Regions from separate parts of the Sus scrofa genome. Here region 2 is linked to region 1. A link is a contact called in public HiChIP or PLAC-seq data. All regions are on one chromosome and are shown on one strand. The core of a region is the stretch at or near the end of the contact, and the rest is flanking DNA. Distances in the headings are between cores, read along the strand shown.

The links. HiChIP or PLAC-seq counts read pairs in DNA pulled down with a chosen protein or histone mark.
Region 2: an H3K27ac HiChIP or PLAC-seq map of skeletal muscle shows a contact between it and region 1. The contact joins the promoter of ZBTB8OS here to the promoter of ZBTB8A in region 1. A contact is called at or near these places in 3 of 47 Hi-C or Micro-C datasets (epiblast stem cells, fibroblasts and skeletal muscle) and 1 of 2 datasets of contacts at active chromatin or transcription factors (skeletal muscle).

Annotation. Positions count from the first base shown.
Region 1 is chr6:88,918,437-88,924,726 of Sscrofa11.1, forward strand. ZBTB8A (zinc finger and BTB domain-containing protein 8A) reads left to right here and starts at 3,810. Exons shown (of 5, transcript XM_003356289.4): 1 at 3,810-4,769.
Region 2 is chr6:88,984,242-88,990,531 of Sscrofa11.1, forward strand. ZBTB8OS (protein archease) reads right to left here and starts at 2,758. Exons shown (of 7, transcript XM_005665186.3): 1 at 2,234-2,758. The coding sequence starts at 2,330. RBBP4 (histone-binding protein RBBP4) reads left to right here and starts at 2,851. Exons shown (of 12, transcript XM_013999126.2): 1 at 2,851-3,151; 2 at 3,719-3,866. The coding sequence starts at 3,136.

The sequences.
Region 1 (6,290 bases), core at 2,560-5,059:
AGACAGAGAGAGAAAACGCAGGAAGTCGCTTGGCCTTTTATCACCAAGAGTCTGGAATCCAACACTATCATTTCTGCCTTAATCATTTCTTTAGAAGCCAAGTCTAAGCTCACACACATACAGAGGGGAATTGGGATTCCCCCCCCCACCCCGCCTTTGTGTCTTTTGTCTTTTTAGGGCCACACCCATGGCATATGGAGGTTTCCAGGCTAGGGGTCAAATCAGAGCTGTACTGCTGACCACAGCTACAGCCATGCAGCTCATGGCAACACGGGATCTTTATTTATTTTATTTTTTTGTCTTTTTGCTATTTCTTGGGCCGCTCCCGCGGCATATGGAGGTTCCCAGGCTAGGGGTTCAATCAGAGCTGTAGCTGCCGGCCTATGCCAGAGTCACAGCAACACGGGATCCGAGCCACATCTGCGAGCCACAGCTCGCGGCAATGCCGGATCGTTAACCCACTAAGCAAGGGCAGGGATCGAACCCGCAATCTCATGGTTCCTAGTCGGATTTGTTAACCACTGCGCCACGACGGGAACTCCGGATCTACCTCTTGAAGGGAGCAGTGTCAAGGAATACATAGGCATTCTTTTCTATGCATCATATAGGATTACTTTCCTCTTTTTATTTTTATTTATTTATTTTTTAACCATGGCATGTAGTGGCTTGATTGTGGGACTTAGTGTCCAGACCAAGGATTGAACCCAGGCTACAGTGGTGGAAGCACCGTACCCTAGCCACTAGACTACCAGGAAACTGCCTCTTGGCATTTTCATTTATTTTTTATTTTTTGGCCACCCAGTGGAGCAATACTGGCTCCTTAACCCTCTGTGCCTGGCCAGGGATTGAACCTGCATCCCAACTCCCTTGCAGGCATTTTTAAACCAACACACCTATCCATCTTGCCCTCCAGTTTTCCGATCTAGGGGCTCTTCCTCTATTTGAGATTTTGACTTTCTCCTACCTGAATTTGCAGAAATTAGTTCCCTATTAATTCTTTCTCCTGTTTATTTAATATCTCCCTCTCATCTTCATGCTTTCCATCATCATTACACATTTTCAAAAGTCTTTTACTTATGTCTCCTTCTAGCTAACACCCTCATTCTTTGCCTGTAGCAGCTTTAAAACATGACCTCAAATTCCCTGCCATTCTATTAAGAGAAAACAGCTATATTCCCTTCTGCCTGAATCTTAGTAGGCTTGTGATTAGTTTAACCAATAGAATATGGCAAGCGAGACAATGCAACTTCTGGAGATGGTTATCAATGACCATGCAGTTCCTTCCTATTTCTCTTGGATTATTCCCTCTTGGTATGCTCTCTTGGGGACACTCTTTCAGAATCCAGCCACCATGCAGCGAGAAGCCCAAGTCACATGGAGAGGCCATGTGTAGGACGCCAGATGACAGTCACAGCTGAGCCTAATTTTCAAGTAATCCTGGCCTTGGTGCTGGATCTGTGAGGGAAGAAACCTCCAGATGATTCCAGTTCCCAGCAGCTCAAGTCACCCCCAGTGGTATGAGCCGTCCCAGCTGAGACTCCAGACATTGTGGAGCAGAGAGACAAGCCACCCTTGCGGTGACATGTCAAATTCTTGAGGAGTTCCCGTCATGGTGCAGTGGTTAACGAATCCGACTAGGAACCATGAGGCTGCGGGTTCCGTCCCTGCCCTTGCTCAGTGGGTTAACGATCCGGCTTTGCCGTGAGCTGTGGTGTAGGTCGCAGATGCGGCTTGGATCCCATGTTGCTGTGGCTCTGGCGTAGGCTGGTGGCTACAGCTCCGATTCAACCCCTAGCCTGGGAACCTCCATATGCTGCGGGAGCGGCCCAAAGAAATAGCAAAAAGACAAAAAAAAAAAAAAATTCTTGAGCCATGGACTCCATAAGCATAATAAAATACTCTTTTTTTATTATTTACTTATTTATTTTTGGCCACACCCATAGTATGTGAAAGTTCCCAGGCCGGGGGTCAAACCCACCCCACAGCAGCAACCCAACGCTGGATCCTTAACCCTCTGTGCCACAAGGGAATTCCAATAGTGACAACGCTGGATCCTTAACCCTCTGTGCCACAAGGGAATTCCAATAGTCTTTGATTTATGCCACAAAGTTCAGGTTGATTTATTACACAGCAATGGTAACTAGACTATCACCCTTCCCCACCAGATCTCTCAAGGGTTGTGTATTCTCACCACCTCTATTTCTTTATCCCTATGTAGTCCCCTAATCTGGATTTTGCTCCCTTCTTTCAAGCGTAATAATGTTCTCTGAAGTCAATGATTTCCAAGTTGTTAAATCCAATAGACATTTTCTTTCTTTCTTTTTTTTTTCTTTTTGCCATTTCTTGGGCCGCTCCCTCGGCATATGGAAGTTCCCAGGCTAGGGGTCCAATAGGAGCTGTAGCCGCTGGCCTACGCCAGAGCCACAACAACACAGGATCCGAGCCGCGTCTGCAACCTATACCACAGCTCATGGCAACACTGGATCCTTAACCCACTGAGCGAGGCCAGGGATCGAACCTGCATCCTCATGGATACTAGTTGGGTTTGTTTCTGCTGAGCCACAATGGAAACTCCCCCCCTCCTAGTTTCCATAACACCGCACTATCCCACATCTCTTCCTTCTATCCCAGTCACTTCTTAGATTCTTGCAATTTTACTTTCCTCTAGGAAGCCACTAGATGATGAAGCTGGTGATGCTTGTTCTATGCTTTATTCTTTTCTTATTTTATATTCTCTTTCTCTATCTATATCCATGGTTTTAATTCCTAGCTACATTGATGACAACACTTTACCTCAAATAATTTTATCTATTATGTTCCAGGCCATATGTCCAAATGCCTTTTAACATTTTGTACTATCTAGGGTTCTTAGTGACACAGACTCATTTGCCTTGGCTGATTTAAACAGAAATGAATGTATTAAAAGTTTACAGAATTATGGGAAGAGCAAAGCATAGGGTTTGGTGCCTATGCTAACCAGGTAGAAACAACAGCAAGTCATACCATAGAACTGGCCTGGTAAGGATACCAACACTGCTCTCAGCAGAGACCTGGCAGCTGGCACCACAGATAACCCTAGTGCTGGACAGCGGATACTGCCACTAACAGCACTGCCTCTATGGCACCTGGAGACACTATCTTGCTGCAACAGTCACCACTGCCAGAAAAGATTCTTAGAGGTTCCTGCTTCTTGGTGGTATAGCTCCCTCATCAAAGTCCCCAGTAAGTGCCTCTGATTATTAAAGTGTAGCCCATGACCATTGCCTTAGCCACAAGGGATTCTGGGAAAGCAAGTCACTGGCATTTCCAGATTCTGCTGCAGAAGGCAGATTCTATCTCCCACCAATTATTCATAACATAAGAAGTTCGCCAAACATATAAATTGAGTTTCAGAAGCTAGGAGGGGGAAGTTGAGGGAAAAAACTTCCATTACTTTTTCCTTGCAACAAAGGATGTGCTCTCTTGAGGAACAAGTTTGTAGAACTTTTTTGCATGTTTTAATTAATTAAGGCTAAAATAAAACCCTTTGTGATAACAATGCCCAGGTCTTTGGGGGAGAATTCTCAATGGGGATGCTAGCAGAATAGTTTGGGTACATCCAAATCTCCTGATACCTAGCAGGTTTTCAAACATGTTTTCAATTACCTGTTCAGAATGTGAGAAGGTGCAACTAAATAGCAAAATAACTCAAGTAATACAGAAGTGACATTAAGAGATAGTTGTGAATATTTTGTATCCTTCTAGTAGAGACTATGATCCTCAAATCACATAGCTAACTATTGATGAAACCACAGTAATAAATTCTGTTCAGTATGACTGAGTGTGACAAAAGAGAGAAATCCAACAAAAACTAAATGTTTTAAAATTTTGAGTCTTTTTTTCGGTTTTGCTATATCACAGTATTATTCAATGCCTGACCCCAGCAGAAGGAACTGGAAAACGTAGTTTGTAGAATTAATGTTTGCCTGCTAACTATGAATATTCAGTGATTTATGATGTTAGCAGATATAGAACCTGACGTGTGTACTCTAAACATTAGGGATGTATCATCAATGTTAGTATTTGACAACACAAAACCTCCTATTCTTACTAGTTTTATATTTTCTCTGAACTTGACCAAGGATTATTTTTTCTTATCTCAGCTTCTTGGGTTATCCTCTTCAAAGAAAATTCTTGTGACTTGCAGAGGTTTAGAAAAGATTACCCTTGACTAAAACGAGTTCTTCAAAAAGGGAAAAATTCTGTGCAGATCTCTTCCATTTGACGTTGCTAAACTTAAGTACAATAATGTCACATGCACTTATACAGTAATTGTGGGCACGCCTAAGTCCCTCCCTCTTTCCTAAACCAAATTCCCCAGATCCTAGAAATCCAGCCCTTCTGCCCTCCCGGAGGCGCCTTTCCCAACGTAAAGTACAATTTAAAATTTAAGCTCCTTACTAAATAATGATTCTGTAGTCAAGTGCTAGGGGATCTGGGCACTCCATTGCCTCCGGAGGGTGCAGCAGGGTGTAGGCAAGGGCAGGGGGAGTGGGCGAAGCTGCTGGTTGGTGCCTGAAATCTGTGCGTTGCCCCTTTAATTGTGTCCCCAGCCCTCGGGCGTTTCTGTCCAACGCCCACGTCAGCAAATACCTTTTGTTTCTCTCACGTTGGGGCTACTTGTTTTAGGGCGCAAAGGAACGGCTTCAAAAGGGGGTATTTCCCCTGCCGGGAACCGGGAATCTTCCCCCAGCCCGCGCGCGCGCCCCGCCGGTGCGCCGCGGCCCGCGGTAAGTGGCTGCGCGCGACGCGGGCGAAGGGCGGGCGGGGCGTCGGGGCTGCCCGGGACGGGCCCACGAGCCTAGCTGCGGGCGAAGGCGCCGCGGGCTCTGGTCCCCGGGCGGCAGCGGCGGCGGCGACAGCGGGATGCGGCCCCGGCGCGGCGCCCCCAGACGTTCCCGGTCCAGAGAGCGGCGGGAGGCGCAGAGGCGAGCGGGCGCCATTTGCAGCCCCGGGCACAGCGGCGGTGGCGCGCCGGCTCCGAGGGGCTGGAGACGGTCACAAAGGAGGCGCGGGCAGCCGGCGCCCAGGACCCGGCCTCCGGGCGGCGGCCAGCGGGGGAGAGGCGGGCGGCGGCGGGGCGCACCGGTCCCCGGACTGCGCGGCCGCCTCTCCGGCGCCCATCCAACCGCCCGGCCCGGCCCGCCTGCGCGCCCGGGAGGGGTTGCGGGACAATGGCAGCGCCGTCGCCGCCCGCGCCCGCCCAGCGCCGCGCCCGCCTGGCCGCCCGGCCTGGCCCGGCCGCGGCGCGGGGAAAGGCGGGAAGGCGCGCGGAGCCTCCTGGCGGCGGCGGCGGGAAGGCGGCGCGGGGACCGTGCCGGGCGTGTCTGGAGCCGTCGGGCGGCGCGGACTCCCGGAGGGTCGGCAGCCAGCCGGGCTCGGGCTGCGCGGCGGGTGATGGGTGGCCCGCCGGGTGGGGTGGCCAAGGTCCGGGGCTTCTCTCCTGCAGCTCCGGGCGCTTCCTCGGGTAGGTGGCTGGCTGGGCAGTAGTCCGAGTTTCTGCGTACATCCTCCATCCTTTGGTTTTATATGGTGATGTGACAGATCCGGGCTGAGAAGCCAAGGCAGACTTACTATACCTAACAAATATTGAGCTATAATTATTATTTTATGCCGAACCCACACGTACGCACCTTCTACCTATGCAGACGGCCTCTCTTGTAAGTTAATTAGTGGTTTGGCCCCTTCTCCATCGCATGCGCTTATTTATTGTTGATTGTGCCAGTAGCCAGCCAGTCTCCACATCTTTAAAAGGCGTGGTTTTTTTGTTTTTTTTTTTCTCCCCTTTTTTTCCTTTTAAATTGAGATATGGTAGACAAGTAACATTGTGTTAGTTTTAGTCCAATGAGTGTTTGGAAGCCGCAGATTCTCACCTATTGGGCTTTTAAACTCCACACATCAGTTTTACTTCTATTCTTGATAAATGTTTTTATTTGCAGAACTTTAGTAAATGGAGTGCTTTCGCCTATATGAATTATATCACATAAAACAACTACCCAGTCAGGCTGAGGATTATTTCACTTTCTAGATGAGGAAACACATTAAGCATTTAAGCTTTAAGCCAGGAGGTGAGAGGTGGCAGCCTTCCAATGCCCTTGCCTCCTGCTCTAGCTCTTCATTTCCTCCTAAAGTCACCTCCAGAGCTTTCCAGTAAGCAACTCATATTGCTTCCCTGCTCTGAAAACGTTAACTGATTTGTATCAGAAGCAAATCTAAAATCCTCAGCAGAAGAACCCCAGCTCAATCTTCCT
Region 2 (6,290 bases), core at 1,508-4,007, 65 kb after region 1:
ATACTCTGTAACATTAAAATCCACTGTGCTATCTTGTGCTCCGAACAGATTTTATGTATGCCTGACTGTGTTACATTAGGAAAAAAATTAGTTCATTGAATTATACAGATAGGAATATTATACTAGAAGGAAACATGGGAGAATTAGTTTACAACCTCAGAGTAGGCAAGGCCTAAGTATGACATCACAGAAGCTATAAAAATGGGTAATAGGAGTTTCTTTGTGGCACAGTGGGTTAAGGATCCAGCAGTTATCTCTGCCGTGGTTCAGGCTGCAGCTATGGCACCAGTTTGATCCCTGGCCCTGGAATTTCCTCTGCCACACGTGAAACCAAAAAAAATTTAAAAAGTACATTTCTACATAGTAAAAAAGACCAACAACCCAGTAGAAGAATGGATTAAAAAATATGAATATAGGAGTACCTGTTGTGGTGCAATGGAAACGAATCCGACTAGGAACCATGAGGTTTCGGGTTCAATCCCTAGCCTCACTCAGTGGGTTAAGGATCCAGCATTGCCATGAGCTGTGGTGTAGGTTGTAGACATGGCTCAGATCCTGCATTGCTGTGGTTGTGGTGTACGCTGGCAGCTGTAGCTTGGACTCAACCCCTAGCCTGGGAACCTCCATATGTTGCGAGTGCAGCCCTAATAAAAAAAGCAAAAAAAAGGAAAAAAAAAAGAATATACATATCAGAAAAGGAAACACAAATAGCTCCAAACATACGAAAATATGTTCCACCTCACTCATAGTGAGAAAAATGCAATTAGTGTAACAAGACACTCAACAAACTGGAAAAGACCAAAAAGTATGGTAACAGTAAACTGGCAAAAGTATGAGAAAAGATGCTGGGGAGAGTATAAACAGGCACAACTTCAATGGAGAGCTATTTGGCAATAACTGCTGAAGTTAAAAATGCAGGAGCTCCCTTGTGGCTCAGCAGATTAAGGATCCTGCATTGTCACTGCAGCAGCTTGGGCTGCTGCTGTAGCTCAGGTTCAGTCCCTGATTCAGGGACTTCCACAGGCTGGAGGGGAGGGCAAAAAAAAAAAAAAAAGCAGTTGCCTTTTGACAAAACAATGTAACTTTTGGAAATTTATTCCACAGATATACTTGCACAGGTGCCAAGCAATGGATGTACAAGTATACTCACTGCTGCATTGTTTCCAATTGTAAAAGAATAAAAACATAAATGTCCATCAATTAGAAAGTGGTTAACTAAACTAAATGTCCATCTCTACATGTACATATAAGAAAATGTTAAGAATGGCTGATCTGGAGACAAAGACTAGGTGGCTAGAAATCTGGGCTGGAAGTTCCCAGGCCAGAGATTGACTCTGCAACCTCATGGTTCCTAGTCGGATTGGTTTCCACACTGCACTGGGCTGGGGATCCAACCTGCACGTCCAGAGCAACCTGAGTCACTTCAGTCAGATTCTTAACCCACTGTACCACAGTGGGAACTCCCTGTACTTTTTGAATTTGGCATCATGTATAGAACTTATTAAAAGTAATTTTTAAAAATTGCTAAGTGAGAGAAAAATGAGCGTAGGGAGACATACAGGGTCCAGAAAGAACTAAGCCTAGTAAGCTATGGTAAATAGTTGGATTCTATACTGAAGACAAGGGGAATTTAATGAAATATTTTAAGCAGGGATATTAGAGTCAGATTAGTCCTTCCCAGACCACAGCCACCTTTAGGGATGATAGCTTAAGGTTTATATAGAACTTCAGAGTCTGCACTACACTTTCACATTTATTTTTATCTCAATTATCCCTCACATGAAGGAACTGAATGCAAAGAAAGGTTATGTGATTTGCCTAAAGTCACTTAACTAAATATGGCAAAACCAGGTCTTTTTACTAACACGATACAGGTAAAACACCAAGTTAGAAGTTCCCTACTGAGAGCTTTCAGTCCCCTAACCTAGCCACACTCTTAGGAGACGACAACTCCGCAAACGCTTGAAAACACGGTTGTGTTTAGAATTAATACACCAATAAAATTCCCACAAAGTAAGCGTGAATAGGCACACGTAGAAAAAGTTCAAAAGACTAAATGTGGAAGCCCAGATTTCCGATTCAGACCGGGTGGCTTTTCCCTTCAGCATCCGCGGGACAAGCACAGAAGAGACAAACAGGGCTAAAAGGGAACGTGCCGGAAGTACCGTAGGGGACAAAGTGGAAGGCGAGGCCAGAAGCCCCAGGTAATGAGAGAAGTGAGACACCTACTCACACTCGTACTTCCGATTGACTGGAGGATACTTGGCCTTGATCGCCTTCTGCTCCTCAGTCAAATTGTAATCTCTAAAATCTTCCCCTTCCAGCGCCATGATTGTGCTTTTGGACCCAAACTCAGCTTCCGCCCTTCTTCAGCTGGACTTCGGCCCTGACTTATAACTTCCGCTCTAGACTCCGCCCCTTGGCACACCCTTAAAGGACCAGGGCTCCATTCCCTGGGAGGTACTTAATCCTTCTAGACTTCCGTTCTGTGTCCCAGGGTTTGGAGCACATCATTAAAAGTCGAAGGACCCACTTTCTGCTCTTGCTTAATAGTTCTTCCTACGACTAAGGAAACAAATAATTTGGAGGACGTGGAATAAGGGACACGAATTAGACACCTTTCGATCTGAATGATAGAGGCCTTTTCTTGCCGCCTAGCCCCACAATAGATAACTAGACCCGGAAGCATCCTACATTTTCCCATCTAAAGTACTACTTTGAAGGGGTCGCTAGCTTAACACCCTTCACGAAAATGGCTGCCCCCAAAAGCGTGCGGACTAAACCTCTCACGTGACCCCGGGCGGGTGCACTTCTACTACTCCCGCGCGCGCGAGCGCGCGCGCGTGATCGGAGGAAGTCGGCTTGGGGCCGTGTGGGGGCAGGGGCAGAGCGCGCGCCTGGGCCTGGAGGCAAGCTGCTCCGCGCGTCTGGATAGGCTGCGATCGCGGCTTCCCCGCCCACACCGACGTTCGGCGCACTCCGATTGGCCGATGTTGGCGCGAAGGTGCGCGAGTCGGCCCTCACGCAGGGGCAGCAGGAAACAATAGAGGCCGCGCGCGCAGAAGGAGCGCTCGCAGCCTCCCCGCCCCTCTCGCAACGCTCTGCCCCAGGATCCCCCCGGCTTGCCTGTACGCCATGGCGGACAAGGAAGGTGAGGGTGCCGGGGCCGCCCCAGGAGGGCGGGAGGAGTCAGGCTTGCGCCGCGGCCTCAACGCGGCCTAACGGTGGGGGCAGGCCAGACTCTGCCTAGGGCCGTCCCCGCCATCGCAGGCGTGAGGAAAAATCGCCCCGCGGGGCGGGCTCATGGCGCGCCAGCCCCTCTGGAGCGGAGGCCCGGCGCAGCGGTGTGAGGCTGGCCGTGGTGGCCTCGGGGGGGGTGTTTGGTCCCTCCCGCGCTCCCCGTCGGTCTACCTGCCTCTCTCCGGGTCCTCCCGGCCGCTCTCCCTACCCGCAGGGGTCGGTGCTCGGTCTCACCGTCGGTTCTGTGCGCTCGACGGCGGGCGCCGTCGCCCGAAGGGCTAACGGAGTGTCTGGTCGGGATTACCCGAGCAGTTCCCGCCCGGCGAAGCTGGAGAGCGGTGGTGGTGCCTGCGCCTCCGGGAGATCTAGACTAATCTCCATTTCAGAATCAGGATTCAGGAGCCGTGACGGTAGCTTTGGAAGTGTTTACTCGGTTTCCGTTTGTGGTCGCTAACTTAATTTGTTCTTAATTTTTTAGCAGCCTTTGATGACGCAGTAGAAGAACGTGTGATCAACGAAGAGTACAAAATATGGAAAAAGAACACCCCTTTTCTTTACGATTTGGTGATGACCCATGCTCTGGAGTGGCCCAGCCTAACTGCACAGTGGCTTCCAGATGTAACCAGGTGATAGGAATCTCTCGAATGCTGTTTTGTTGTGTCCTCAGTGTAGATTTCTCACATTGATTTTCCCTGTTTTCCTCTCTCCAGTCACCCGTAGAGGACACGTGATCAAAGCCTATTGGTGACATTTTTTTCCTAGGCCAGAAAGTAAGGCAAAATGTAAAATTATTTTGCAGTTTAGCATATAAGAGAGAACATACTGATGTTTTCTTTTTATTTACTTGTTTTTATTGAGGTACTGATTTACAATGTTGTGTAAATTTCTGCTGTACGGCAAAGTGATTCAGTTATGTTTTTAAAGTACAGCTGATTTTCCATGCTTCTTCGGTTTCTGTTGTATAGCAAAGTGACCCAATCACAGTTTCCTGTGTACACTTTTTTTTGGATATATATTCTTTTCCATTATGGTTTTCCTAGGACACTGAATATAATTTTCTTTGTTATACAGTAGGATCTTGTTTATTACCACTTTCGTGTAGACTAGCTTATTACATCTGCTAACCCCCACCTCCTGCTCCCTCTCCCAACCCCCTTGGCAACCACAAATTTATTTCCTATATCTGAGTCTGTTTCTGTTTTGTAGATAGGTTTGTCATATTTTAGACTCTCCAATATAAATGATATTTGTCTTTCTCTTTCTGATTTCACTTAGTATGATCATCTAATTGCATCCAGGTTGCTGCAAATGGCATTATTTCTTCCTTTTTACGGCTGAGTAGTATTCCATTGTATATATGTACCACATCTTTATTCATCTGTCAGATTGTTCCCATGTCTTGGCTATTGTGAATAATGCTGCTGTGAACATAGCGGTACATGTATCATTTTGAATTATAGTTTTGTCTGGATATATACTGGGGAGTAGGATTGCTGGGTCATATGGTAACTCTATCCTTAGTTTTCTGAGGCATTTACATACTGTTTTCCATAATAGCTGCACCAGTTTGCTTTCCCACCAGCAGTGTGGGAGATGTTTCCTTTTCCTAACACTGAATTGAATAGTGGGATTATAGCTGTAGTTGACCAAATGGTAATGTAAAACTTGTCAGCTTTCAGAAACTATCAGGATGAGTTCAGTTTTTAACATCAAAATGTTTGAATCTCGGCAGTCAGTGGTATTTTCTAGTTAGTTAATGCAAAGGTAAATGTGACATGGTACCTGCTTTCAAGTCTAGTGAATAGGCAGGTATAATTATGAAAGTGGCAAAGATAAAATGATCAGAGAAAGGAAAATTATCTCAACTTGGAATATCAGGAAAGGCTTTCAGTGGGAAGTGACAGTGTGAAAAGGAAGGTGACTTTAAGTAGTATAAAGCTTTAACAAACTGAGCGTGCCTGGGGGAATAATGGATTTTTTATTACAAAACTGTTGGTGTTCAGAGTAACAGCTGAAAGTTATATGTATGCTAAATAACTAGGTTCCTTCAGAACTCAGGTCTTTTGAGTCAAGATATTTGTAAAATGTGGTTGTTGGCCTATGTTTCAGCTCAACAAGTAATAGAAATTTTATAGAAATTTCATTGCCAACTTAATGAGCATGCTACTTTCGTAGTAGCTTTTTAAAAATGGGGAAATCTGGAGTTCCCGTTGTGGCTCAGCAGTAACGAACCCAACCAGTATCCATGAGGATGTGGATTCAGTCCCTGCCCCTGGCAGTGGATTAAAGGATCCAGTGTTGCCGTGAGCTGTGGTGTAGGTCGCAAATGTGGCTCAGATTCAGAGCGTGGCTGTGGCTGGCAGCTGTAGCTCTGATTCAGCCCCTAGCCTGGGAACTTGATGTGCTACAGGTGTGACCCTAAGCGAGCAAAAAAAGTGGGGGAGGGGGGAGTCCTGTCCTACATATGTTAATAAGTACTTAGGAATTTAGAGTTGGAAGCTGCTTTATCATGACCAGTAGTTCACATTATTCAGCTGATACTCAGAATTACTTGAGTTCAGGGAAAGTGGCATCATTTCTGTCAGTTCTCAGTAGTTCAAACCACCTAGGAACTTGTGGCAGAGTACTTGAGAAATAGTTGGTGATTCCAGATATACCGTATTCTTGTTCCGAATATTAGCCACCTCATACCTACTAAAAATCATTGTGGAATCCTTTTTTTTTTTTTTTTTTTTTTTTTTGAGCTTTTCATAATATGATTAGCTAGATTTACAAAGTAGTGAACAAGACCAAACTCCCTAAGGCTGGAATCTGTGCTGTTATCTTAGTAGCTTGCTACTTTATAGTATTTCCTTTTCCTTTTCTTCCTTAACCTGATGAAGTAACCTAAAGTGTTAGTATACCCAGCAATGGTTTTCTTTTCCACCTTGTAAAGGGTGAGTAGTTATTTCATATTTTTTAAAATTTATTTATGTTTTGGCCACACCTGCAGCATTCAAAAGTTTCCAAGCCAGGGATCAAACCCATGCCTCAGCAGTGACAGTGCCAGA